Regions from separate parts of the Mus musculus genome. Here regions 2, 3 and 4 are each linked to region 1. Evidence: chromatin contacts called from public promoter capture Hi-C data. All regions are on one chromosome and are shown on one strand. The core of a region is the stretch at or near the end of the contact, and the rest is flanking DNA. Distances in the headings are between cores, read along the strand shown.

Region 1 (2,946 bases), core at 264-2,763:
ATTTTAGCAGGATATTCAGATACCAATTACCTTGTGAATGTGGGGTTCCTGTATGGAGTATTTGTAGTCTAGATTCTATTAACACCCACATTGTCAAATGTTAATTTTTAAGCAACATATTCAAAACAAACAACAAATTACTATGTATCTACTACTACACAAGGAGTCTACTGCTACATAAGATTTGTCTTCTTTGTTTGAGAAGGCATTTTTGGAACACCAGGCTAGTCTCAAACTCTGACATCAGCCTGCCTCTGCCACCCTAACACTGGGATTAAAGGCGTACACCACTACCGCCAGGTGGGATTTATCTTCTAATCCTTACTCTACCACGTTCACCAAGCTAGGGTGCTCTTTTTCCTTTTTCATCTGGACACATTACAGAGTTGGAAAGTTCAATGACAGGTGATTTATAGGACCTATTCCTTCCGACTTTGATATTTTGCAAAGCAAACAAACCACCACCACCAATAACAACAACAACAAAAACCAAAACACAAACTACAAAATTCTGATTGACATGAGGATGCTCAAAAATATTGTATATCCCTCAACAACAGACTGAGGAGTGACTTCACTGAGCATTATGGACAGAAACCGAAACACCAGGGTCATTCATTTTTCTGTAGAGATTTTACTTACTCGATCGACCCTTTCCACGAGACCACAAGTTTTCAAATTTAAAGGCGTTCAGATTTGAAGACAGAATAACTCGACACACAAGCGCTAAGCCACACAAGGGATTTAAGGACGGCCAAGTGCTCTAGGGTCGTGGACCAAGGACACTCATCTTACCAAGGAAATCTAGGAAGACCTAAATACAAAAATGACAAATGAGGGAAGCGGGAGGCTGAGTCTCACGTAACCCATTCGTGCTTGCTGGCCATAAGGTTGCCCAGTGCTATCTGGCAGGGGAACCACCAACGTGGGACATCCGGACAGGCGAAGAAGGTTCTCAGAGCAAAGGACACGTGCGAAGTCTGGGTGCTCCACGTCGTGACCTGCGCCGGGACAGGGGTGTCTAGTCCTGGGTTCTCACCTCTTGGTCCTCGTTGGCACCCATCGTGCCGGGCGCACGGCGTTCGCTACCGCGATGAACGGGCGGGCAGCGGGCGGGAGGCCGGGGCACCCCGTTTCCGCGCCTCGGTCTAGAGAAATCCTCCTCGCAGCCGTGGGTACGACCTCGTGCGCTCCAGATCCTCGGCAGCACCAAGCCACCGGCAGTCGATTGTGGGCCGGGAACCCAGGATCGCGTTATGTGTGATCGGGAACCGGGATCACGTTAAGGGACACCTAGACCTCTGACCAGTTACTGATGGGCGGTACCGAGGAAGCCCCGCCCCTTCTCACGATCGCGTCTCCTATTGGCTCCTTCTCTTTCCGCCCCCAACTCTTTCTCCTCTAGGAAATGGAACACCTTCCTAACAAGGAAACCCGTTCTATTCCAGGACTGGTGTGGAGTGCTGTCACTCAAGCCCAGGAAGTGCTTCCTGTGCCAGCGGAGGCGGGGAAAAGGAAGTGTCGCCTTCTGTCGCCCGGTCTGCGGCTGGGGCTGTTGCTTGTCGGTGGCCGCATTCCTAGACGCCCCTGCCTGGCTCTCTTGCCTCTTTCGGGGCTGACGGCGACTCGCCGCAGCTGCAGCGGGTCCAGGGCGTGCGGCCAGGGTGAGTTGGGCCCAGAGACCTTCCAGGCCAGGCTATCCCGGCTGGCTTGGTGGCCTGCGTTTCCCCTTGGCGTCCACCGATGCAATCTTGGCGTTTCTCCTTCCCCTGCAAAGAATTATTGCCAGAGAGGTGGGAGTGGTGGAGGAAAATAATGTCAGTTTCTAGGACTTTGAGGTTATTCTCCTTGCCCAGTGGCAGCTACTAGAGCCTAATGCTGAGATCCTAGGGACAGCCCTTTGGTTCTTCATTTGAGCGTTTTGCAATCGGATGTCTCTGAATCCTTGCTTGTTAGCCGGTGACTTGCATCCCAAACCACCTGTTTATTGATAGCCGTCTTCTTTAGTAGATACTCTGATTGGGTTAGCTTGTTTCTCTTCTATGATAGATTGCACTGACGAGGTGATCTGGTGCTGAGGACTTAACTTTGTACTTCTCCATGTTCCCTCTCTGTCAATGGTTTGCTTGGTTTCTCCATTATTTTCCGGGAAATCAGGAAGCGATTTCTTTCCTGTGTGTCACTGAAATCTATTCAGTCAACACTTGTCCTGTTCCGTTCCTTTTTAAATTTTCCTACAGCATAGTCAGGACCATTGCAAGTGTCCAAGCTTGTAAGGTAGAATAAAGCCGGGATTGCTGGTGTAGTTTTCATGACGTTGTTGGAAAAGATTTACACTGTCAGCTGTGAGAGCCAGTAACTAAGGGAAGGCTAGAGAGCACTTGAAATCTGCTAGTTTAACGGAGGGTGTGCAGTTCCTATAAAATACGCACAGGCTTGAAGACAATGCACAAATAGGTTTTTACAAGTTCATCGATAACTTATAATGATGTTTGGAAAATATTGTTGGCTAAAATAGAATATATCTAAAATCCCACATCTTTCTTTTTCTTTTGGGGGGGAGTTGGGAGGCTGTCTTTGATATCTCCATAGCCCTGGCTGGCCTGAAACTGCCCCCTGCCTCTGCCTCTCCAATGATGGGTTTTCAGGAGTGCTTTCTGAGCCAACTTCTCTTTTCCCTTCTAACATAACTGCTGGAAATTTTGACTTTTTTTTTCTTTGATTCATGCTGTATACCTCTCAGGTGGTGCTAATTTTAAAACTTTGCAAGTTTATTCTACTTCCCCTTATAGCCGGTCAATATTCAAGGGCCACAGCTATTTCTTTGGAGCCTCTAAGATCAAGGGAAAAGGCCCTTTCACATTCTCATCTAGACTGTTTGGTTTTAGGCAGATATGGTAGCCATATTATATTTTGACCACTTCTATTTTGCTCTTCATCTTACTC
Region 2 (2,946 bases), core at 288-2,787, 1.5 Mb after region 1:
AGAAGAAGAGGAGGAGGAGGAGGAGGAGGAGGAGGAGGAGGAGGAGGAGGAGGAGGAAGAAGAGGAAGAACTATTGTTACCTCTTCAAAATAGAGTTGGCCTCTTAGAAAATATGCCATAGCATCCCCTCTTCTTATTCTTTCTTTCAGGAACTGCAATGCTGTATCCACCAAATTAGCGTGGAGGTAATAATCTGATTCAGAAAGGCAAAAACGGTGTTAGTTATATAACGTGCAGGTTCTCTCGTGAAGCCACACGTAACGTAGAATTCATTAGATGCTGTTAATCTCAGTTTCTTTCCAACTTCTCATCCCTAAAGCTTAGCTCAGAGAAAGAACATAACCTAAGCAGAGTCATGATCACAGCACCAACACACACCTGGCATAATCAAGAAGTGTTTATTGTGCTTGGGTGAGGGTTCACTGCCGGGTAGGCACTCCAATGCAGTCTCTGCATGCACTGGGCAAAGCTGTCTGTGAATGAGTTAAACTCTTAGCCTGAGCCATGTTAGGACTACTAATCAAATGGGCTGGCCATCTCCAGTTTAGTTTTTACAAGCTTATGTAAAAATAGCTTTCAGTATCCATTTGAAGTAAAGCGCAGCGTTGCGCTCTCTGAGGGAAGCAACATCTGGCGTCTCTTTTTTAGAACGAATCCCTAAGTGCTGGGGGGGGGAGGGGTGAAAATGTAATCAGGCTTGAATTGTGAAACACCTCCAGGATCAGCTTGCTGTCTGAGTAAGAAGGTCACTAATCTCCAGGAAAGCCAGAAAGGAGTATAACATTAACTACCTCCTGGAAACCAGTGGCATGGGTTTTTGTTTGTTTGTTTTGTTTATTCTAAGCTTACATGGAATTTCAGTAAAAATAGTTTCCAAGCAAGAATTAACTATTCAGATGTATACCGGGCTTTTCCTTCTTCCACTGGAAGAATTTCTGTTGTTTGGCAGCATACTGAGACAGAGAGAAAGGGTTTTTGGGCAACTTCTCGCTGCTCAGCTTCATCCTGTCTCCACAATGTGGGTCCTGTTAAGGAAGAACACATAGGTGGTTACAATTTCTCCTCCCGGGAAAGCACCAAGGGAGACTTCACTCCCCATCACAGAAGCATCTGCCCCACATTGCCTGGCCAAGGGACCCTGAGCTAGCAACAAATCCCGACTGGCTAAGGATTCACACATGGCAGGGGGCGTCCTGTCATTCCCAACTGCTGCCACTCAGTGGCAACAGACTACACCGCTCACAGTCGCTGCTCCTGTCACGGAGGACTTTCCTGTCGCCCTTTAACTGAAACTGGCCAGAGTAATCCGTTTCGGATGACAGGATGCGTCTGTTTTACCTGGGAATACACTGTGTTTTAGCTCTGTTGCTCAGTCTTCTCTTCCAGTCTGTACTGGATTGCCATGTTACCAGATGGACCACTGCTGCATGGTAAATCAGAGCCTTCATATAAAATGTAGGGGCCACCTCATTTGGGTTGAAGGAGTCCAGGTTGGCCTAAGCTGAGAGTAGTGAAGACAGCAAACTCTGTTGTTGCTATGCTTTTTTTTTTTTCTTTCTGTTTTGGTCTTTGACATTCTACTGGTTCAACTTACTTCCACCAATCAGGAGCCAGCGCCCAGGCCAGGTCTCTCTGATTGGTGGTCTACAGAAGTTCTTAAGAGAAGCTTTGTGTGATTGGAAAGCTGCATTTACATACTTACAGGATACTATTTTAGGCAACACGCTGCTTCATTGGATGAGAGTGGAACTCAAAAAAAAAAAAAAAAAAAGACATGGTTTACTAAGTCAGCAAAAAATAAAAATAAAATAAAATCACTGAAATGTCTGTATGTGGGAGGAGTTAATTAAGAGCTAATTTCTTTATCTGTAGTTTGAAATAAAGGTTCTTAAAGTGTCCTTTCCTTGATATACAAAGTTAATGGGCCCAGCATGGTGGCGAAATGTCTTTAATTCTGGCACTCAGGAGGCTGAGGTTAGCAGATCTCTGCTAGTACAAGGCAGCCTGGACGAAATAGTGAGACCCTGTCCACAACCAGACAAAAAACAAAGTTGCTGGTTACTGGGTTGGAGATGTGGTTTCAGCAGTTAAGAGCATCAGGGTTTAGTTCCCAGCACACCACAGGGCATCTCACAACTGTCTGTAACACAGTTCCTGGGGATTGGATGCCCTCTTCTGACTTATTCAGTCACTAGACACATGTGCCTAGTGTACATGTACACACATGTATCTCTCTAGTGATACACATACACACATGCAGTCAAACCACTCATACACATAAAAATAGAAAGAAATTAATTAAAACAAAACAACAACAACAACAAAAAAAAACAAGTCAAAGTGTTTCCAGAGGATCTGAACTTGGTTCCCAGAAGCCACCTTGAGTGGGTCCCAACCACCTGTAGCTCCAGCTCTAGAGAGTGACCACCCACTTCTCGGCTCTGCTGGCACCCCTCACATGGGACATATATGCATGCAGACACACATACACATACTCATAAGAATAAATCTTTAAAAAGTAAAGTAATTGGATTATGTATATTGCAAAATCTAAGTTTCCACTAAAGAATATAAAGTTCCCAATGAACGAAGCCACATGTGTAAGATATATAGAAGAAAGCAATCCAAATATGACAGCCTACTGTCAACCACCACTCACAAACTAGATGAAAAGATGTTATTTCTCTGAAGACATTAATACAGTGTGCTACTATCTAACAAGGTTTAGAGCAGAGGTTCTCAACCTTCCTAATGCTGTGGCCCTTTAATACAGGTCCTCATATTGTGGTGACCCCTCCAACCATAACATTATTTCTTTGCTACTCCGTAACTATAGTTTTGATAACTGCTATAAATTGTAATGTAAGTATCTGGTATGTAACCCCAAGGGCTCATGGTACATGGGTTGAGGACCACTGGATTAGAGAAACCTCAGAAAACTCAAGG
Region 3 (2,946 bases), core at 272-2,771, 1.2 Mb after region 1:
CTACCTACCTCTGGCAAGGGACTGGCACTCCCCAAAGGGATAAGCCTTGGGCCTGCTGTTGTCTAGCAGAATAGAGAGAATTTACTCCACGGTGGGGGGCAAAGGGACTAAGGCGACACTTGAAGGGTGGTTTTCCTTGTTCCCAGATGAGAAAGATTGGGAACAGATGAGAACTTGCTGACTCTGGAATAAAGTCATAAAGCAAAGGTCATTTTTATTGTTTTTATATGAAGGAAAGCTCGCCCCCTCCACCACCCCCCACATGCCCAGAGGCAGCAATGAGAGGTTGGTTGGTAGAGGTCTGGGGCTGTACAGCAGGCTCAAGGCAAAGACACAGCGAGCAAAGAGAGAGAGTTCCCAGGAACTGCCACCCCCTCCTTCCCTCTGGGCCTGTCCAGTAAGTTTCCTTCTGAGTTTCTGTCCGTCTCTTCCCTCCCCCCCCCCCATATTTCGCTTTCTAAAACCATAAAAAAGAGATCAAATTCCCTAACTTCACGGGACCCTTTTCAGTGACAAATATTGATGCCCAAAGTGTCTGCGCTCTCCCGCCCCCAAACGTTAAGAAAAGGCGCCCGCGAGAGGGGGACATAAAAAGTTAACAATGCTGTGAAAATATGTTTGCAAAAAATAGACAATCGTTGGATTAAACGTATTCAAGTATGAAATAATGCCTTTTTGTGTCAAAACTTGGGCGATGGGCGGGTACAAAAGTTCCCTGTGGCAGCTACTTGCTCCCTTTGTGAGCTGTGCGCTTTGGCGTCTCCACTTGGGCGCATTACCCAGAGCCCTCTAAGCGCGATTGTTTCTCCCTTTCTAATGACATTTACCGGATCAAAACATGCTGTTAATTCGATCAGAAGGCTTCACCCTCCCTGACAAAGCCACAATAATTTCTCCTGAAGTTTGTTAAATTGACCAAAATTAGGCAAATGAATAGGGGTCTGTAGGCGCCCCCTCATGCAGGTGACGGCGCATAATGCTCGCCTGGGCCAGCTGCATTCTCCCTTTTCTTCTCGGCCCACTCTCCTCTGTGTTGCCCCAATCCTCCCACCCCCCTCACACACACACACACACACACACACACACACACACACACACACACACACACACACCCGCCTGTCTGTCCTCCACCCCACTCTTGGCATTATTAAAATTTAGCCCAATGAAACTATTCATACTTTTCAATGGACATTTTCCTATAGGATAATAGGCTACAAATTGAGCCTCTTCCCCCCGCGAAGAGAGAGCCGGAGGGGGGAGAAAAGAAAGCAGAGGATTTGGTCAGAGACTGGGGCGGGGGGAGGAGAGAGTCGCGTGCCAAAGGCCCGCGGGAGGGGCGAAGCGAGGCGGGAGCCTCGTGTGCCAGCCGCAGCCCCACACCTGCCGGGATGTCCGGACAAATAAAGCGGTGTAAACAAAAAGGGGGGAGACGGACGTGTCACCAAGTCGTGTGAGAAAAGCCTGGGAACAAACGGGGCGCCTCCGTCTCCAGAAGCTCTCCCTTGAACCCGGCGGAACAGCCTATTAAAGGCTTACTTAATTACTTTAATGACTCTGGACAGGCTTTAAAACGCACTCGGCGCTGGGACCGCGGGCTTGCTGGGATTTGTAAACAGGCGATCGTGTGAGACTCAGCGGTGGGACTAAAGGAAGCGACGCTGTTTTGTGAAGGTCCTCGCCCCCCGGTGCCCGCAGCCACTGCGCCCCTGCGCTCTGCGCCGGCTAAGAGTGCAGGCGCTCGCTGGTCCGCCGGCTCCAGTTTCTCGCCCCCTCTTCCTGAGGTGCCTGTTGCCATGCAAATGTTATTCCTGGACGAATCACGTGTCCTTTGAAGAGCCACGTGGATTAACAAAGCTGATCTGCCCCCACCTCGCCCCCCTCGGCTGCTAAAAATTTTTTTGTCAACTTCTTTAAAACTGACCTTGAATGCATACATGCTCCAAACGCAGAACTCCTAATCCTATGGAATAATTCAGCGCGTGAGAATGCACTTGCAGTCCTAGATGGCTGCTTTATAAAGGGAGCCCCCTCGGACCTGGGAGGCTGCAGTCTACCTGGAACACTTGAAGAGGCACACGAGGTGGAACGTGGACGAGTGCCTCGCGCCACCGCCTCTGCCGAGGGCGCGCACGCACACCAGAATGTCTGACAGGCTCAAGGAACGCAAAGTGAGTTCCTTGCGCTCTGGTGGTGGAAGAGTGTGACTCACCAACTAACCTGACATCTGGCTGGATAGATGACTAAGATGTGCCACCCAGAACTTTAAGTGTGGAGAAATCCAGAGTGGTTTGGAAAGGGAACAGAGACTGGAAGGAGAGTCCTTGATTGGAGACAGCTCACTCTGGGAGGCGGGTGGCCACGTCCCAGAGCCTTGGCACTTAGCTTGGCCTTGGCAGGGATGTGTAGGGAAGTTGAACGGCAAGAGAGCCAGCCAGCACGGACACAGAGCTCTGAGTCCGGGGACACAGAGCTCTCTTGGTCTAGTGTGGCGGGGCAGGGGTCTCTTCGGGTTGGCGAATTAGTGACCCTTGTAACACAGAAGCTTTGCCTTGGATGACTCCTTGGGCGAAGCCATCTTAAATGCAAAACTTTCTGTTTACAGAGAACCCCGGTTTCTCATAAAGTGATAGAAAAGAGAAGGAGGGACCGAATTAACCGCTGCTTGAACGAGCTGGGCAAGACAGTCCCTATGGCCCTGGCGAAACAGGTAACGTTTGTGGTGCTGGGTACTCCCCCACTGTCACTCTCTGCAGAGTCCCCAAAGTCTCTACAGACGCTGCTGGCCTAAGAGAACTCGCCCCACTCTGGGCGGCAGTAGCCTCTCTGACGCCAGCATCTTCCTGGCTGCTCCCCTACAGAAGACAGAGAGCATGTGCGTGGGTCTGCTGTGGATGGGCCGCCTCTAAGCTCCTGTGGGGTTTTTGCAGAGTTCCGGGAAACTGGAGA
Region 4 (2,946 bases), core at 154-2,653, 1.0 Mb after region 1:
TGATAAACTGTGATGGGGACATGAGGCCACACACGTAAACCCTTTCCTCCCCCAGTTGCTTTTGCCCATGATTTTTAACATAGCAGCAGAAACTTAACTAGGACAAGTGAACTCATTCCTGTGATCCCAGCATTTGGGAGACCAAGGTAAGAAAAGACTGCTGCAAGTTCAAGGCTACCCTGAGCTCCACAGTGGGCTCTAGACCAGCCTCAACTACAGAGGTGGACCATCTTAAAAAAACGAGGCCAAGCAAAACAAAACCCAGAAGCAACTCTTAGCACGCAGGCCTAACCCTGGTCCAATAGGCAGGTGGGAATTTTGTCCCGTATCTTTAGGTGGCTGAGCAGCACTGGGATGACAGTGGCATTGGGTACCATACCCAGCCCTTCAGAGACAAGGCCGTATGGAAGGACTCACCTCCAGAGCTTTGAGGCTGATGATTTCCACCCCACACTTCTTGCCTCGTTCCACCAGATCACTGCCGTAGGAGTCCATGATGACTATGATTTTAAGGCATGGTGTTAACTTGTTTTCTACACCTTCTAATAAGAGTTTGGCTTTTTCTGGCTTGTCAGCAAAAATCACAGAGAGTTCAGCTGTAAATGAAGAGGTGATAAGGAGTGAGCCCTAGGATGCTAAAAGCTTGACACACAAACACTAGCATGCCAGAGTGATGCACACTGAAACGTAATATCCCCTTCCAAGCAGATATATAAATGTAAAGTCATCGAATCAAGCCTATACCTAGGGCTATGGTGGCACAAAGACAAAGACATACCTTTGTTCACTATGTAGGTGATGGCGTCAGCTCCAAGGGTGTCATAGAGCGGGACGACCACCATTGAGTAAGAGAAGCATCCTTGCTCGACGATCACCCACTGAATGGTAAAAGTCACAGAGAGAGAATGAGATGGCTCCCCAGAATCACTCACTGCCAAGGGCAATGCTCAGAGAGTCAAATTAGAAGCATCCACTGCAGCAAACTTAACGTCTGTCTCCCACCGTGTGCCAGGTTCCAGGAGAGTTCAAAGCAAACAAGAAGACTTGCTCCTCCTTTTAAACTTTTTCATATTCTTGAAATCTTCTCCTTATATCCCTTTAAAAATTAATCTTTAAGTTTGCATACAACAATCTGCCCTTCCTTAAAATCAAGCTGTACTGATGTAAGCGTTTGAGGAAACGATCATTACAGGCTAAGACAGCGGAAAGTGGTCTTGAAAAAAAAAATCCCCTTAGTAAAGTGACCAGGGACAGCAGTGATACAGTAACTGGGTCACCTTACCACTAACCTCAGCTGCCTAGAACTGACTGATCTCCCAGGCACATGTGGCACTGTCCCTCTTCAACTGCAAGACACGCCCTTATCTCAGCTGCACTTTTCAAATGGCATACAGGATGCTGATCACAGCACAGAAAAGGGAGCAGCTGCCGTGGGAGAGGACCGATCCGTCACAGGCATGTGGTGTGGACTCGGCGCTGTGCCTGTGGTTTTTGCTTTGTTTTAAGATTTCCTCCAAGACTCTACTCAGGATCTCTCCTTGGCTGGGCTCCCACAGTCCTTTCCTGTATCCACACGTATCACATTTCAGAGAAACCATCAGTAATCTATCCCTTAAAACGAAGGATCTGTTTTGTGGTTTAGGTAGATGATAACAATTCTATTGATGGAAAAAGCTTGGATCTGTCCCTGAGATTCAAAAGAAAACCAAGTCACCCCTTAAGACTAAGCATGGGCCAGCCATAGACAGTGACGATTCTTCAAGGAACATGAGACCCATGGATAGAAGAACTTATAAAACCAGACACAACACAGGGACAGGAAAACCAAGACACTTTTCTGGACATAAGCAGCAATAAAAAAAAAATGATGCTTGAATTTTTCCAAGATAGTTATTGCTGATATAACTTGTTAGCAGTACTTTAAAAGTAACACCCCATTTTAAGTCTTTTTTTTCTAAAATTATTTTTAAGTGTGTGTGTGTGTGTGTGTGTGTGTGTGTGTGTGTGTGTGTGTGTAGGTACCCATAAGACCAGAGGAGTTGGAGCTTTGAGTACTTGTGAGCCACCTGATGTAGGTTCTGGGACGGAAACTCTGGTCTCTGGAGGAGCAGTGTGTGTCTGCTCTGAACTACTGAGCCTTCTCTCTAGCCCCTCAAGTCTCTTTTCTTAAGTACTACGTGTGAGCCTCCATATCCAATCAACAGCTGTAAATCTATAAGGAGAGCAGCTCATAGCGCATATTTCACAGTATCTTAGGTTTGGAAATTTGATCGAAAGGAAGGAAGGCTCAGACCTCTCAGGAGGAAGAGTTTGCTACTAACAAAAATGTATCCGAGCTTCTCTGCTGTAATTTATTATTAACAATTTACTAACCCTGTTTATCCAGTCTCAGAGGTAGCCCTTGAAGGTAAGAAACTTCTGATTTGACACTTTTTTTCTAAGAATTTTGTTTCATGACCTGAATTAAGAAAACTCAAAACAAACAAAACAAAAAATTAAGGGGAGATGATTTTTTTTTTCTCTTGAAAGTTGAAGAGAAATTCTCAGTTCTCATTTTCATACCTGGAACTTTCTAAGACAAACCGCAAAGCCTTATACTCAGCCTAAACCAGAGAACAAAGCCTAGTCCCCAGCAGCTGCAGGGGGAACCACGAAGGGCCCTGGAGACCCAGCACAGTGAGCGGCTCTGCCGGCTCCTGGTTAATACCTCGGGTCTGTTTTGAGAGAAGAGGCCGATGAACTGCTCGGAGCAAGGCTTGAACCCCTTCTGGATCAGCCCGGAGCCTATGCACTCAGCCAGTTCTGCCACCTGCAACAAAGGGAGGCAGAGGCGCCAGTTAGGAAAAAGCAACAATTCTTATTGTAAGAACCTTAAAAGCTCACTGGGTGACAATCTCACTGGGTGACAATCTCACTGGGTGACAATCTCACTGGGTGACAATCTCA

What was found. Promoter capture Hi-C pulls out the DNA fragments that hold promoters and counts their contacts.
Region 2: a contact with region 1 is called in a promoter capture Hi-C map of pre-B cells, with 6 times the contacts expected there. The contact joins the promoter of Lrp2bp here to the promoter of Trappc11 in region 1. A contact is called at or near these places in 5 of 39 promoter capture datasets (hippocampal neurons, liver, neutrophils and 1 more) and 1 of 9 other capture datasets (adipose tissue).
Region 3: a contact with region 1 is called in a promoter capture Hi-C map of embryonic stem cells, with 3 times the contacts expected there. The contact joins the promoter of Helt here to the promoter of Trappc11 in region 1. A contact is called at or near these places in 3 of 39 promoter capture datasets (embryonic stem cells, hippocampal neurons and pre-B cells).
Region 4: a contact with region 1 is called in a promoter capture Hi-C map of pre-B cells, with 3 times the contacts expected there. The contact joins the enhancer-like site here to the promoter of Trappc11 in region 1. A contact is called at or near these places in 3 of 39 promoter capture datasets (the HPC-7 cell line, hippocampal neurons and pre-B cells) and 2 of 9 other capture datasets (adipose tissue and liver).

The regions. Positions count from the first base shown.
Region 1 is chr8:47,532,037-47,534,982 of GRCm38.p6, reverse strand. It overlaps Trappc11 (trafficking protein particle complex 11), which reads left to right and starts at 1,513. Exons shown (of 30, transcript NM_177240.3): 1 at 1,513-1,664. It overlaps Rwdd4a (RWD domain containing 4A), which reads right to left and starts at 1,338. Exons shown (of 8, transcript NM_203507.3): 1 at 1,040-1,338. The coding sequence starts at 1,063.
Region 2 is chr8:46,009,193-46,012,138 of GRCm38.p6, reverse strand. It overlaps Lrp2bp (Lrp2 binding protein), which reads right to left and starts at 1,537. Exons shown (of 9, transcript NM_026278.3): 1 at 1,339-1,537; 2 at 905-1,025; 3 at 81-193. The coding sequence starts at 1,004.
Region 3 is chr8:46,293,246-46,296,191 of GRCm38.p6, reverse strand. It overlaps Helt (helt bHLH transcription factor), which reads left to right and starts at 1,521. Exons shown (of 4, transcript NM_173789.4): 1 at 1,521-2,168; 2 at 2,603-2,707; 3 at 2,928-2,946. The coding sequence starts at 2,142.
Region 4 is chr8:46,511,223-46,514,168 of GRCm38.p6, reverse strand. Acsl1 (acyl-CoA synthetase long-chain family member 1) reads right to left here. Exons shown (of 21, transcript NM_007981.4): 5 at 2,708-2,809; 6 at 779-878; 7 at 418-596. Among named protein-coding and RNA genes, the nearest start is that of Cenpu, 39 kb to the left of the region's middle. Within about 2 kb of position 1,403, at least 42 of the 459 cell types and tissues checked have an H3K27ac peak or open chromatin away from gene starts, as enhancers often do. A contact at or near this core is called in pre-B cells, where this site is marked.